2 separate regions of the Zea mays genome follow, and region 1 is linked to region 2. The links are chromatin contacts, called in public Hi-C maps. All regions are on one chromosome and are shown on one strand. The core of a region is the stretch at or near the end of the contact, and the rest is flanking DNA. Distances in the headings are between cores, read along the strand shown.

Region 1 (2,884 bases), core at 291-2,790, 160 kb after region 2:
ACCCGCTCCAGCGCGGCCAGGAGGAGGCCGATGCCCGCGGCGTCGTCGGCGCGCGCGCGGCGTGCCCGGGCCTTCCTCGCGGACGCGGTCGGCAGGAGCAGGCCGGTGGACCCGCCGATGCTCCGCCGCCGCTTGGGCGCCGCCAGCGCCGCGGCCGTGACGCCCGCGGCCGCCGACGCGTCGGAGTCCCGCGCGGAGAGCCCCGACGCCACGCGGCGGGACGAGCGCTTGAGGCTGCGGCGCGGCGGGGTGGCGGCGGCGCGGGGCGCGTCCGGGTCCGCGAACTTGCGGAGGAGCTCGTCCGAGGACGCCCTGCCCACGTGCTGCACCGACACCTGCTGCGGCTGCTGCTTCTGCTGAGGCGGCGTCGCCATCGACGGCTGTCAATGGAAGGAGAAAGGCAGACAGGCACCAAGCAGTGCGTCGGCCGGCAAGCGCTGAGGGAAGGAGGGCTGGGTGCCTTGGTCGAGTGGTGGTGGGCATGGGATGCGGGGGGGAGAGCGGCGGGAGATCGCGGCGGATTTAAATGCGGGGGGTTTTGGTGGGGACGGGTCGAATATAGCCGTTGGGGAGCGCGGGTGCGGTGTGGATCTCACGTGCCGCGCCCGCGCGACGTTGCCGGACGCGGGGGGTCTGCATGACTGCATCGGCCGCGCGCTGGTCCACCGCGCTGGCGCGCCTGGCAGCCGGACTGACGGCCTGCCGGATGGGCGGGCGAGTTTTTATTTCTCCCGTGACTGCCAGCGCTTGATGATTCGGGCCGTTAGACGCGATCACGCTCGCTCGTGAGTCGTGACGACAGCGATGGCACGAATGGATTGGGGTGGTCTGATTCATGAGCAGTGCCATGGAAACTGTTTTGGCGTCCTGACACTCCGGGCTTGCTCTGTGCACATTTCTCTCTTCTTCCGCTCCAGAGCTCAGCGGAAGGTTTCTGCTACAGTGACGTCCATGTGTGGCAGCTGTGGTGTTGCATAGGAACAGGGCATACACCTTCTATTATCAACAGTTGTTTATTTTCTGAATTAAAATATAGCTCAAAAAGTCTAACTTTGTGCAACAGCTATAGTGTTGTATAGGAACGGGACGTTGCCTACAATGCAGAAGTGCTAGCTTGGTTGCCTACCTCCCTGTTGGTCGCCCATTCGTGCAACGCAGCAGAAGGAATGATCTTGCAGCGAAAACTGGGGAGACAGGGATCAGACATCAGACTCAGACTACATACTGTACCGTCCAGCTACAAACAAATGCAAAAACGGAAATGTTTCTGAGGACCAGACATGTACGAAATGCCGTTATAGCTGTACGAAGTACTTTAGATAAAGCTGAAAGCATGAAAGCGATACCAGCCAGCAGTAAAAATGATGCGTCAGCATCACGACGAGTTCAAACCATCTGTACTCTAATATCAAATTACGCGAAAGCAGACTGTGTGCTTGTACACTGGCTACTGGTAGCAAGAAACAGGGCATGCAAAACATCGTTGCTCTGCAACACAGAAAAAAAAAAGATTCACTGGCCAGGGCGTCCTTGCATGTGCACAGGCTGCAATGCTCAACAAATACTATGAGGTTTTCTCTAAAGCATCTCTCTGTTGTAAAGCAGTTTTTTTTCAGGACGAGGAAAAAAAATAAAAACTAAGCAGTACCTCGGACAGATAACGGCACAAAAGGCAATTGCAATTATATAAACGAGACTTTCCGTCAGAAAAAAAAGAGCATCAAATGCAGCTATTCAATGTAACGATTCCAACACAAATAAAGTATATACAACTGATTGGTAGCCTACCATCCACCTTCTAAGATTTCGCAGCGCCAAAGACCAAGCCCACAATCCAGGTAACGACCGATCCAACGACCCAGAGGACAAGAAGGAACACGGTGACACCTGCCAGAATGGTCAGGACAGGTGGGCCATCAGGAGAACTCGAGCCATCGTCACTGGAGCTAGGAGAACCTCTGCCTGAAGCGAATAGGGCTTGCCTGTTGTGCTCCTTCCCAAAGCTTATTGCATTCTGAAACCCATGAAATCTTCTTACGGAAGGGCTGCAACGCCTGCTGTATAAAAATAGCAAGAGTAATAACTGAGAGAATGCAATTGGTGCTCCTTGCCATTACTGAATATGAACATGCAAGTTGCAGTGCATAAGTTCTGCGATCATATTCCATACATAGAGAAGTTATTATGATCATAATGGCTCGATCAACTTCCCTGTCATGAACCAAGTAGCTAACTCAAAGATGCATATGTGTGTGTGTGTGGATGCACGTGAAAATGGACATGTGATGCCCTTAATTCCTATCAAAATGTAATGAGCTCTCTTTACCACTGTCATGCAAGCAGGGACAATAGAATGTGCCAATGAAACTGCATGCATAGCTCCTTCTATGTGTATAGAATTCTGTAGACTCTTAGCTATGTTTTACAAACCATAGAACTGATGCATAACTCACAAAAACAAGGAGAATGTCAAATCATAATTACAAAGATGCTTCTTTCCTAGTATGCGTGTAATTTTTACAAAGTGACAAATTCACACACCCGTTCGACTGAGGGGCCTGTAGACGAGCTGAAGTTCAGAATGAAAACTAAATCCCATCAAAATCCAGCTCATTTACAACCAATTGATGGGATCTGAACTGGTAGCATTAGAGAAGCTAAGCACCAGCTTTGTCTCCTGTTTGACATCAATACAACATGCTCCGATGTGCTGTGGCTGAAGCCAAGCGCCACCAGCATCTCGCCGAGCTTGGCATTCCACGCGTGCAGTACCTATAAGTTTGTAAAGCATCTTATCTAGGAGCAGCACCTTGTCCTCGAAGCCGACAATGATGAAGCTGGGAGACTGCCTGACGTAGATCTCGTCGACCAACTCGCCATTTAA
Region 2 (2,906 bases), core at 174-2,673:
GCCAGAAAAGGACTAAACTCGCTTATCAGTCTCGGCCTCTGGATATTGTGGAAACACCGAAACGCCTGTGTTTTTGACGGCCTTTCTCCCTGTCTTAATGAAGCCATCAAGAGAACTGAGGAGGAAAGGGACCTGTGGGTGTTAGGAGGGGCTACAAACTTAGATCTCTTAACAGCCCCAATCCCAGGTCTTTAGGTCAAAGTAGTTTCTGTTTCCTTTTATTTATGGATGTATTTTTGTTTCTTTGTTTTCGACCACCGTAATGGGGGTCTTCTTGTACTGATCCATTTTGGATCTTTTTCTATTCCTACTTAATGAAAAAATGTGCATGTCTCTTGCGCGTTCGAGAAAAAAGATAGGTCAAGAAAATCTACAAGCACCCCGACAGTAAGCACACCCTTAATATCAGTTATCCATTTGTTATCTGCAAGAGTGTCCTGAACAATTCTGCACTTTCTGTATTGCTTGGGAAGAGCCGCAATCAATCTAGGAGCAAAGTCTTCTATTCTTTTTCCCAAAATCCAACGGTCTTGCCAAAGCAGGGTTGAAGCACCATCTCCAATTTCAGTATACATTACAGCTGAAAAGAAATATCTAACCTTTTCAGAGAGGTGTATAGGTAGGAATGCCCATGGCTTAGAAGGATCAGTTTTGGCCAACCACAGCCATCTCATTTTAAGGGCCCAACCCAATTCTTTTAGGCTGAAAATACCCATCCCTCCCAACTCAATTGGTCTACAAACCCTTCCCCACGCCCCTAAACAGTGACCACAACTAACCTCTCTTCCTTTCCGTATGAATCCCTCCCAACTCAATTGGTCTACAACCCAATTTTATCTATAGCCTTGAGAGCTCCTGGAGGCAAATCAACAGCCATTGCGAGGTAAATAAGTTTTCCTGTCATCACATATTGAACTTGAACCTTTCTCCCAGCCCTTGACAATAATTCAGCTTTCCACCCATGTAATTGGTCAGCAACTTTATCGATAATGGGCTGCACTAGCCCTCTGGTTAGTCTCATTAGTGACAGGGACAAGCCGATATAAGTGCAAGGGAAGGAAGACCTGGCAAGGCAGCTGCTGCTGCAGGACTTCCATCTCCCCAACACTGCATCGGATGGGATAAACACAGCTTTTTTGCACATTAGTTTGCAGCCCCGAAGCTTCCCCGAAAAGCTTCAAAATGCTGAGAACAACTTGAATGTCTTGATCTTTTGGCTGTAGAAACAATACCACATCGTCCGCATAAAGGGATAGCATATGCTGCAGTGGCCTGGCTGATAGTGGTTGCAGCAGCTCCCTTTCCTCTGCTTTAGAAACTAGAAAACTAGGTACATCCATAACCAGTATAAATAGCATTGGTGACAAAGGGTCCCCTTGTCTCAAATCCCCTTCTATGTTTAATAGTTCTCCTTGGAACTCCATTCAAAAGAATCTGAGTGGAGGAGGTTGCCAAAAGACCACTAATGATGTCTCTCCAAAACTGTCCAAAACCTAGTTTCTGAAGAACTTCTAGAAGGAAAGCCCAAGAAATAGAGTCAAAAGCCTTTGTGATGTCAAGTTTCAAGAGGATTCTTGCTTTCTTTTGGTAATGAAAAAATCTGGCAGTTTGTTGCACAAGCATGAAGTTATCTTGAATGAACGCACTTTGTCGAGGTGAGACCATATCCTGCAGTTTTTGAGCCAATCGATTAGCAAGAACCTTAGTTGTTAGTTTTGCCATGCTGTGCACTAAGTTGATAGGTCTGAAATCCTTGACCTCCTCAGCTCCCTCCCTCTTGGGAATAAGAGTAACCAATGTTGTATTTATTGTATCAAAATGAGCAAATTTGTGCCCCCAGATTTCTGAAATTACCGCCATCACATCTTTTATAATTGACCAATATGTCTTGTAGAATTTACCTATGAATCCATCTGGACCAGGATTACTTGACCCTAAAGAAATATTCTAATCAATAACTTATCTCTTTCCTTATCTAACCAAATCTTTCCTTATCCTAAGTAACCAAATCTTTCTTTATTCTAACAAACCAAACCAATCTAAATTATTCTTTTCTTATTATTTTCTCATCCTAATGGATCCACTAGTCATAACACTACTCCGCTCCTTCAAGACAACTCGCCCTCGAGCTGTGCTGATGGTCGTGGCTGCAAATGTCATTGTTTCTATGGCGACAAGGTGGCATGTGTACAACCCCCTAGATCCCATGGCGTAATCTGGTGGGTGTCGAGACCTGAGAGCAATCGCAACAGCGACCAGTGGAGACCAGTGATGAAATGCAATGGCACTATGCAAGGCACGCCTGTAAGGAACACCATGCCTTTTCCCCATCGGATGCCTACTAGTTTGCGTCACACCGGGAAGTCCCTAATGTTGAGATGCCATAGGGACGAAAGAGTTGACTCAGGGGCCGAAAGAGGAGTTGCCCTAGAGACCTATGCAAGAAGTGCCCTGAGGGCCAAGATGCCGGTGATCGGCACATGAAGTGCCACGAGGGGCTAAATAGATGCCCCGAGGGCAAGCACAAAAAGTGTCCCGAGGACTAGGGCGCTAATGGTTGGCGCACGAGGTGCCCGAGGGTCGGAACGCCTGGGGCCAGTGGAAGAAGTGCCCTCGAGGCATGGCGTCGGGACCCAATCACCCAACGCAAGAAGTGCCTCGAGGATCAGGGCGCCAGGGTTCAGTAAACGAAGTTCGGAATAGGTGCCTCGACAAGTGAAGGCTGCCCACAGAACAACTGCTCGCAATAGTTGATCTAGTCCACGGGTCCTTGCCGTCGTAGGTAGAGAAGGATGAGAACATCATCATCCCATACCCCGTCATCCCGTAGGGAAAATCCAGGGCTACGAAGCCCGCCGATGATGACACCTGGTGGCTCCCATGGTGCCAGTCATGAGAAGACGACG

What was found. A called contact is a pair of places that touch in the nucleus more often than the background predicts.
Region 1: a Hi-C map of root tip shows a contact between it and region 2, with 3 times the contacts expected there. The contact joins the promoter of LOC103631379 here to the enhancer-like site in region 2. A contact is called at or near these places in 5 of 25 Hi-C or Micro-C datasets (ear, leaf, root tip and 1 more).

The regions. Positions count from the first base shown.
Region 1 is chr1:6,191,457-6,194,340 of Zm-B73-REFERENCE-NAM-5.0, forward strand. LOC103631379 reads right to left here and starts at 1,541. Exons shown (of 2, transcript XM_008652305.4): 1 at 3-1,541. The coding sequence starts at 374. It overlaps LOC100276168, which reads right to left. Exons shown (of 2, transcript NM_001150018.2): 2 at 1,659-2,054. The coding sequence ends at 1,799.
Region 2 is chr1:6,031,143-6,034,048 of Zm-B73-REFERENCE-NAM-5.0, forward strand. The region is part of intron 32 of LOC100502361 (callose synthase 3); the gene reads right to left. Among protein-coding and RNA genes, the nearest start is that of LOC100383093, 45 kb to the left of the region's middle. Within about 2 kb of position 1,424, at least 2 of the 20 cell types and tissues checked have an H3K27ac peak or open chromatin away from gene starts, as enhancers often do. A contact at or near this core is called in root tip, where this site is marked.